Linked DNA regions of Triticum aestivum: region 2 is linked to region 1. A link is a contact called in public Hi-C data. All regions are on one chromosome and are shown on one strand. The core of a region is the stretch at or near the end of the contact, and the rest is flanking DNA. Distances in the headings are between cores, read along the strand shown. Region 1 holds the start of LOC123180561 (leucine aminopeptidase 2, chloroplastic). Region 2 holds the start of LOC123180562 (U1 small nuclear ribonucleoprotein A).

Region 1 (5,019 bases), core at 1,085-3,584:
TTGCAGTCGGAGATGTTCGGCTGGGTCAGACTTGTCGGTTTGATGGATCGACGCAAGTTGGTTGGTACAGAAGACGGTGGTGGGATCGACGATAACGACATAGGAGCGTGATGCTGATGGTGACCGACTTCTGGGCATGGAAACATGTGGCGCAGGCTCCGAGGGCTTGTGTGGCTTCGACAAGACTATGGCGCGGGGTTGATTCAAGGTGGTGTACACACGGAGCTTGAAGTCGACGGGGCGCAAGGGTGGATTGATTATCTACCATGGAGTCATGTTGAAGGTGGAACTAAGGTCTGACAGAAGACTTCACTCGGTGCTGATTGAGGGGCTACGACGTAAGTGCACAGAGAGTCGAAGCCTATTCAGCGGTGGGGAAAAAGCGAGTGACACATAGTTCGGACTGGAGCCCAGTGGTCTGAAGGAAGCGTGAAACTCGTCATCGGTCGGTGATGATCGATGGTACTTTGCAGTGGGGTTGAGTGGTGTGGTTCGCAACCCTTGAGACTCGACCGGGACAGCAGAGGCTCGACGCGATAACAGCAGTGAAGCGTGCGGTATGCACGGGACATGGAGACAGGCCAAGGCTCTGGTGGTCATACATGTGGTGAGACAACTGCGAATTTGACTCGGGATGACTACAAGCAATGGTAAAATTCCTTCAAGTTTCAGACAGGCGGTCAAGAAAGGAGCGGTGATGTTGAGTTCAGGTAACTCTTATGTGTGACACCCAATATGTGAGTTGTTCACTTTCACGCAGGTCAGTGATCGATGTGTGATGGCGTTGACGGATACTCTGAAAGTTGGGAGCACAAACTAGAGTAACAAGGAACTTAATTTTGCTCAAGTGTTGACTGTGGTCAAGAAAAGAAGGGACTGCAAGTTGCAGGTGGAGTCATATGGAGTCTTTGGAGTAGCAGCGGTACTCATGGGATAAATTCAAGTCCAATGTACGTGGAAGTTTGACGCATTGATGAATTCAAGGTGGTGGAGAATATTCGCCAAGGTGGAGTTTGTTGGAGTTGTGTCGAATATAGTGTACGAGGTAGGTTACAGTTGGACTCCGAGTAGTATTGGTGTTTAGATAGGATATGGAGTCGTGTCCTAGTAGGATATTTGTATTCTAAGCCTCTCATAAATAGTGGGGGTAGACACACGATATAACCTATGACAACATAACAGCACAGGAACGCAGGGGAAACCGACGGCATGTGCCGGCGTCCAGAGCGACTGGGTGCAGTATTGTAGCGGTATCATGGGGAGGAGTGCCCATAATCAGGCCCCGGGGATATAGCCATATCGATGAACCTCGTTAACAAATCTCGGTGTCGTGCCTCGTGTGATTGCTTGGTCCTTGGACGATTGAGGGTATGCCTTGGACTTATTCTAGACGTCTGATTGCACCGACCCCAGGGCAGCACCGAGCCTACGACAGCTTCAACGCAGCACTGATCGCATTCAGCAAAGCTTCATTGTATTTTTTTCAAAAAAAAAGAGAGCAAAGCTTCATTGTAGCTCGCATGGTAGCACCGACGGCGTCCGGCCAAGCTCCATTGCAGCCCTGCGGAGTTCAAACGCAGCACCGACGACTCCGGCAAAGCTCCATTGCAACTCCGGCGAGCTCCAACGCAGCACCGACGTCTTCGGCGAAGTCCATTGCAGCCCCGTCGGAGCTCCAATGCAACACCAACCGCTCTGGCGAATCTCCGTTGCAACCCCGTCCGAGCTCCAATGCAGCACCAACTGCTCCGGCGAAGCTCGTTGTAACACCGGCGTCGAGACGAAGCATGGGATGCAGCAGTGACGTCATCGCCGAAATCTCGTCGCCGCCTTATGTCAGCCGACTGCAGCACCGCACCTTCCCCGCGTTGCTCTGTAGCAAGCGTCGCCGGCGAGCGCGCCCGGCGTCTCTATTGAAGCACTGGTGAGCACGCAGCTCGCCCCTCGCCTACAGTAACGACGACTGCAGCGGCGAGGTGGGTTGGAGAACCACCGGCTCTTGCAACACCGGCAGGACCAGCGTCGCCGCCCACACCATGAGCAGCAGCTCCCGCCGGCCAGGGGTGGTGGGGCATGGATGAGGCCATGAGGGGAGCCTTTGGGAAAGAGAAGAGAGGAAAACTGCAGAGGGAAGAGGAAAGAGGACAGTAGGTGGATCCAGAGGGAGGCGATGACTGGGTCCAGAGAAGAGGATAAGGACTGTGGGGTGGGCGGTGGGTAGGTCCCCCACGAGACGCGTGTCAATCGCTCGAGACGGCTTATGAAAACGCTAAATCAATCGGGCAATGTAAAGAGTTTTCCCAATTTTATACAAATTTCCTGCAATGCAATCATCGGCGTTGAAAGGACAACTCCGGTGAGCCTCGGGCGTCTCGTCTCCCGAAGACTAATCCGGCACGGCTGACGCATGCAACGGCACGTCCCAGTCGGACGGCGGCGAACGCAACCGCGGCCGACGCATCATACATTTTTTTGTTGTGAACGACGCATCATACATATAAGTCGCCTCCGCTTCACCCTATGGCGTCCGCCGCCCCCGCCCGTCGTCGTCGTTCGGCACCGTCAGCCAGGTGCTCAGGCAGCGCGCTCTAATGGCGCACACCGCAGCCGCGCTAGGCCTCACTAAGCCCAACGTCGTCGAGCCGCTCCAGGTATGCTTGCGAGCTCCTTGCGCAGCGCTCTGAACTGAAATTACTTGACGAACTAGGCAAGCATGATGCCAGCCTCTCTTCGTGTAGGTCTCTTTCGCCGCCATAGGCATCGAACCATCCGATTGGGAGGGAGATGTGCTCGCCGTCGCGGTCACGGAGAAGGACCTGTGCAGAAGCCCATGCTCCAGCTTCGAGAACGCCGTCCTGAAGCGGCTGGACAGCCAGCTCGGCGGCCTACTGTCGGAGGCCTCGGCGGAGGAGGACTTCGCCGGGAAAGCCGGTCAGCTGGTGGTCCTCCGCCTCCAGGGGCAGGGCTTCAAGCGGCTGGGCCTGATCGGCCTTGGTCGGAGCGCCCCGTTCACCGCCGCGGCTTGCCGGGGCCTCGGTGAATCCTTCGCGTCGGTCGCCAAGTCCGCTCGAGCCGGCAGCGCAGCTCTTGCTCTCGCCTCCCCCGGCGGGATCCACGGGGAGTTCAAGCCTAATGCAGCCGCAGCAATCGCTTCCGGTACCGCAATCGATCTTTGTAGTACGTATTTGGTAGCATGGTCCTATGGCTGAATTTTGCACTACAATGACTTGATGCTGGATGGTCTCTGTCGATCCATTTCGACTGCAGGAACTGTGCTCGGATTGTACGAGGACAACCGATACAGATCTGAATCCAACAAGGTGCATCTCAAACATGTACATCTCATTGGATTTGGATATGGTCCGGAGGTGGACCGTAGACTTGAACTAGCCAATTATGTTTCCTCAGGGGTGATTTTTGGAAAAGATCTTGTGAACTCACCTGCCAATGTGCTTACCCCCGGTCAGTAGGTCATTTAATTTAGTCGGTCATTTACAAGCTTGTTCATATATACTACTCTAGTTGTTGTCGTAACAACATTGATTCTTTTTTTTAACCGAAACCGTAGATTAAAACAAAATACAAAAGGTTCAAGTATAATACAACAGTTTAATCCAGCTTGTCGACAAGTCTGAATATTTACTTTTAACTCTGTGCTTGATGAGTAGCAGATCTGTCTTGAGGAAATTCTTTTCCATGAGTTGGTTGAATGTGCCTGAGCTTGGAAAATCTTGTTGTTTCTCTGCATCCAAAATTTTCAGTTGTGCTTGCGGAGGAGGCGTCGAAGATTGCTTCGACGTACAGTGATGTATTCACTGCCACGATATTAGACGAGGAGAGATGCAGAGAGCTGAAGATGGGCTCCTACTTGGCTGTCGCGGCGGCTTCTGCAAACCCTCCTCGCTTTATCCACTTGTGCTATAAACCTCCTGGTGGAAATGTCAAGAGAAAGCTAGCTATTGTGGGGAAGGGTCTAACTTTTGACAGGTTTGTGCAAATATATTGTGAATTGTTACAGTGACGGATGATACTTGTTCGAAGGCTCATATGTCATCTTCAGTATGCTTTGTCACAAATGGTAGTTTATTTCGTGCAGAGCTTAGTACTAGCTCTTAGTTCTAACCCTTGAATTTACCCATTTGTTGCAGTGGTGGATACAACATTAAGATTGGAGCAGTTTGCAATATTGAACTGATGAAGTGGGACATGGGAGGCTCTGCAGCAGTACTTGGTGCAGCAAAAGCCCTGGGCGAAATCAAGCCTCCTGGAGTAGAGGTACTTACTATCTATGAGTAACCTTTATGCTAGTGTGTAGTATTTGCTAATGATTCCCCATTTCACAGGTCCATTTCATTGTTGCTGCCTGTGAAAACATGATTAGTGGGACAGGCATGAGGCCTGGCGACATTGTGACTGCTTCTAACGGCAAGACGATCGAGGCATGTTTCTTGTGATAGTATGATTGTGGCGTTTTGGTGATGTAGTCTAAGCAGGTGCTAGATGTTACTACGTTCGAATGGTCCAATTTGCGCTTATTTTGTAAATATCTTTTCAGGTAGATAACACTGATGCAGAGGGGAGGCTCACACTTGCTGATGCTTTGGTCTATGCTTGTAAACAAGGTGTTGACAAGGTATATAGTGGGTTGTTTCCTCTGATGAAATGTTCTGTTCGTCACAGAGCTGCTGTATTTGTATGGTTTGATGATTGCTGTGTAGAACTATTGCAAGAATCTCTACTTCATATTTCTGCTGTAGTTGCAATCCTGATAGTACTCGGGTTACTTGCTCTAGCATCATGGGATTTCTAATTTATTTGCTAGGGTAATCTGTACTCTTATGGGCCTCTGGAGGGCTGCATGGACTGAATTTTCTGCAACTAGCTTGCTTGAGTTACTGAATTTTCAATAATTAATGCATGCAGATTATAGATCTGGCAACGCTAACTGGTTTCTGCCGTGTTGCACTTGGCCCAAGCATTGCCGGTAATTCTAACTAAATGCTAACCCATCTTCACTCT
Region 2 (4,651 bases), core at 43-2,542, 210 kb before region 1:
TGAATAAAAGGAGATGTATCTAGATGTATTTTAGTTTTAGATACATCATTTTTTGTCCATTTTGATGACAAGTATTTTCGGACGGAGGGAGTAGATTATATTAGAGAAACCATAATATTAGGACATAGTTGCAAGCAGTACAGATGCTCTTTTTTCTGTTGAGATGGTATTCATAAACCCAATACGCTTGGCTAACAACACTACAAACAACAGGATATAGTAACATATCTATCTAAAAAGAAAAAGGATATAGTAACAATCAGATCAGATCAATTTACGGGACAACCAAAGCTGTAACACCAATTCAGCTCTAAACTCACCATGGGTTTGTCATAGAAGGGAAAATCTTGCATCCTCTTCAAAGCCTCAGTTGCTGATGCAACATCTTCGAACACAACCCATGCCTGCCCTTTATGCTTCAAAGTCTTAAAAGCAAGCACCTCAATGATTTTCCCAAACTGGGAGAAAACGGCATTCAGGGACTTCTTAAGCGCTGTAAAGAATTGAGCAAATTATATTAGCTGGCTGCATCAGTTCCAAAAGGTAAAACTAAATAAGGCTTAACAGAAATCTGTAACGACTTCAAAATTTAGAGATGCAGTACAGGGTATGCAATTGATGTTTTTGTTCGGTAAACCAGAACGTAATCTTACTTTCATGACCCAGATTCAACTCTATTAGCTCGGTACATCAAACAAAGAGGACTATCCTCGGATTAAGCAGACCGCCAGATCTCTAACACGAGCACACGCTAAACCACTAATCCGCGAGATATCTGCGGCGCTACTCCACGAGACAACGACTACCCCCGCCAGTAACCAGCCGGGCATGACACACGGAATTTCATTAGCGGGCACCAACGTGTCTGACAAAACGGCCTATAGGTGTTTTAGGTCCTGGAGAAGCGCCGAGATTTCCACCGGGCCACCGCAGAGGAGCAACGGAGAACCAGAGGTAGCAAATACATTACACGGGAAAGAAGAAGTCAGCGAGAATCTCCCTAGGGTTTAGACAAGGGGGGCGCGGAGGAAGGCGAGAGGGCTCAAGCAGGGGAGCGATACCTTCGAGTTTGATCTTCTCGTTGAGGTTATTGATGTAGATGGTCACGTTCGGCTGGACGCCGTTCGCCTCCCCGCCGCCGCCGGCCCCCGCCTCGCCGCTCATATCCTCGTCGCGCAGCCGCCGCTCGAGAGCCTTCTTCTCTTTCTAGCCTCCGGACCCCTCCGTGTCCTCTCTCGCTCTCTTTTTTTTTCCTGAGGGACGCCTTCTCTTCTATTTTCTCGGGTTGGGCCTTCATGTCTTAATATCGCTTCAAAAGATGCTTGCCGTCTGGGCTCGTTGGTTCGGCAAACATCAGATCTGGGGGCGCGACTTCTTTTTTAGGTTATTCTTTTTTAGGTTAGAGACTTTACTAGTTACTAGTAGTATAAAAGAGTCCGTGAGTTGCAATGGAAGAAAAAAAACACCCATTTTATCCTAACAAATTAAATTGACATTGCAATAATTTATATACTAGAAAAGGTGTAATCAAAAGAATAATTTATAAGGTAGGACATGAAATACATTTTTTGAGTCCGCTGTGTGTGCCCTAACTTGTGAGTTTGAATTCAACTCTTTCATATTGGGTGGAACTTCTTTTGTTGAGCTAAGTATAAATCTTACGCTCTACATTAAATTTTTCAACATTTTTCATGCACCCTAGCCATTTCTTTTCCATCCTTCTCTTTTTCTTCTTCTTCTTTCTAATTTCTACTAGGAAAAGTGCCCGTGCGTTGCAACGGGAGAATACAGTAATGTGTAGCGCAACGCTACGGAGAAAATGCTAGAGTCCAAGTAAAATGTATAATTATGTTCCATTTTCACTTGGTCACGTAATATCAAAAGAAAAGCCGTCCGCTTAGGAAAAAAAATCAGAAGTGCATGCTTTTGTGGGTATGCTTGAACAAAATATCACATTTGATTACACTAATAGAATATCTCAAGTCAATTCAAAGATGTAGTAAAAAGTATCATATTGAAACACGAAGTTTCTGAACCGACTTGCATACATACTACTGAACATTGAACAATAGTTGAACCTAAAGTTGCTGGGCAGCAATTTGTGGCTCCAATTTAACCATCCGAGCTACTATATGAGAGATCATGAGTTTGTCTAATAGAAAATATTTTCTGACGTAACATTATTCCCTGATTGCTTTGGTTGTTGGAGGTTGCCTCTACCATCAACGAATCCAAAGAGACGCGAGGCTGGATTTTTTGGCAACACAATTGGTCAAGCAACTGGGATGTAGGCGTGTAGCACCATCTCCGGTTTACAATTTCGCAAACGATAAAGATAAACTGAAAGGCAAGACTCTATCCGCGGCTTTGATGTTGGACACAAAGTTTGATGGTGCTGACTTAACATAAGTTGTCATGTTGAAGGCCTATGCTGTTGGTACAAGTTTCAAAGGTAACAAAAACATAACTACAGACCTTGATTTGTTCTATACAAAACCGCTTTGTTCGTTGTCTCATTGCTTTCAAATACTGAGCCTTTCATATGTCCTTTGCAGTCCATGCGTTGCAACAGAAGAAAAGAAAATAATATGCTTCACTGCAAAGCAAAACACCAATTATCATTAATCAAGTTGGTAGGTACAGAATAAATTTGATGATGACCAAAATTATGATTCGATTAACTACAAAATTCTTTGGGGCGCTAGTTTGAAATATGGGACATGAATCCTAGTCAGCTAACCGAGTGAAACAACTTTATCTTTAGACAACCGTACCGATAATAAAAATATCACACAATGCTTATTTTAAGCTACCATCAGACATTAAAAATGTGGTATACTTCGTCTGGATGTAGATCAACTAAAGACTCTATTGCCATGCGTGCCACGCTAGCTACGTAACAACACGTCGACTGGCTAGAAGAATCCAGCGCGCCTCGCTGGCGCTCCTCCGTTTTCTCTACCACGAGGCTCCGCTCAGTTATCCGCATCCCCCGACTTGGGATGCGACGCCGCTGCCGTCTACGCCCACCGCCGCCGGGATCCTGCCCCATCCCATCCCCACCCCCACAATGCTCCGCCACCTGCCGGGACCCCCCTTGGCTGGTGGCGACGGCGGTTGCGGGGCCTGTGGCGGAAGGAGGCGGTCTGGTGGTGCTGCTTGCCTGCTTGTTTGCCGGTGACTCAAGGATTCTGGGGCGGCTTGGATCGTGGCCCATCATGGCTGCATGAATTTTTTTTCTGTATCTTAAGATTGGCTCCCACCGCCGGTGAGCTACCTCCTCCCTCACCCCCTTCTACCACCGGTGTACTACCTCTCCTCACCCTCTCTCTTACCTCTCGAACAGGAAGCAGCAGCTCCACCGCACAACAATGGCGCTGCGGGTGTCGCTCTCGAGTGCCAGTTCACGGTCCCCGCGCCCATCTACCTGTGCAGCGCGGCCGCTAACATGGGCAGCTCGATGAGGAACGCCGGCGGCGCCCGCATGCCCTCGTGGATGGCCAGGCTCAGCCGGCCGCGGCGGTGCCCGAAGAGCGTCACCGCCGGTTCGTGGTCCGCGAGAAGGGCCCTGCTGCTGCTGTGCTGCCCGAGCAGCACGCCCATCTTGAGCGCCACGACGGCTCGTCCCATTCCTGGGCTCGGGCGGCGCGGACGCCCGCCACGACGCATCACCCCTTCCTTGGCTCTTGCGGCGTGGACGTCGGCGGCAAGCGGCGACGCGTGCCCGACGGTGGAGAACGCAAATGGATAAGCGGCGGTCGTTCCTGGTGGTGAATCAGTTTAATTAAATATCACGGGGTAGATTTCTAACTAATGGAGGTTTTTTTTGCAAAAACGAAGCGTTTCCTCATGTTAAAATAGGACTGCGGGTTGATTTCTTAGAAATAGAGGGACTTTTATGCAAAATTGCTAGCAACGACGGACGACCAGAAACCCAATTTTCTTTATTATTACTAGCAAAAGAGCTCGTGCGTTGCAACGGGAGAGAAAACATAACACACGTTCTTAACTCAACAACCATCACTCAAGAGCACAATAGGTCCATCTCCTTTATTTTTGCGAGGCATCATATTTGCGTTGCCGCTTATCCTCCTTTCCACTCTCGCCGGCGATGGCCTCGGTGTTCACACAAAACAACAAAAAAACGTGTATTGAATATGGTTAATCCTAAGGCGTCTCTCTCTCCCTCTCTCTCTCTCGCTCGCTTTCTCTCACTCTCGCGATGAGAAATCTGTTGTTTTCACCTGCGACATTTTTCAGAGGTATGCATGTGTAGTTATCGATGTTTTCTTTTCCATATATGGTTATAGTGGGGTGTTTATTTGCAATCGGGATCGCCGCCGGTATGAAAAAAAAGAATCTTACGCTATAAATTATAAGTTTGCTTCCATAACAATATTTTAAAAATATTTAACAGGTAAAATTAACATCATATTTAGATTCCACACATTTTTCTAATAAAACTTCATATATAATATGTTAAAATCGAAGTTATGGTTTAAAAGATATATATAATTTAGAAAATCATTTGGTTTGACTCAAATATATTCCAAAATAATATTTAAATATACTTAACATGTAAAAATAATCTCATATTCATATTCTACATATTTTTAAATCAAATTTCATATATAACATGTTCAAATCGGAG

What was found. A called contact is a pair of places that touch in the nucleus more often than the background predicts.
Region 2: a contact with region 1 is called in a Hi-C map of leaf, with 9 times the contacts expected there. The contact joins the promoter of LOC123180562 here to the promoter of LOC123180561 in region 1. A contact is called at or near these places in 3 of 5 Hi-C or Micro-C datasets (all in leaf).

The regions. Positions count from the first base shown.
Region 1 is chr1D:99,872,874-99,877,892 of IWGSC CS RefSeq v2.1, reverse strand. LOC123180561 (leucine aminopeptidase 2, chloroplastic) reads left to right here and starts at 2,334. Exons shown (of 10, transcript XM_044592627.1): 1 at 2,334-2,651; 2 at 2,739-3,177; 3 at 3,268-3,462; 4 at 3,762-3,987; 5 at 4,149-4,275; 6 at 4,344-4,439; 7 at 4,556-4,633; 8 at 4,924-4,984. The coding sequence starts at 2,592.
Region 2 is chr1D:100,082,952-100,087,602 of IWGSC CS RefSeq v2.1, reverse strand. It overlaps LOC123180562 (U1 small nuclear ribonucleoprotein A), which reads right to left and starts at 1,292. Exons shown (of 5, transcript XM_044592629.1): 1 at 1,062-1,292; 2 at 321-493. The coding sequence starts at 1,164.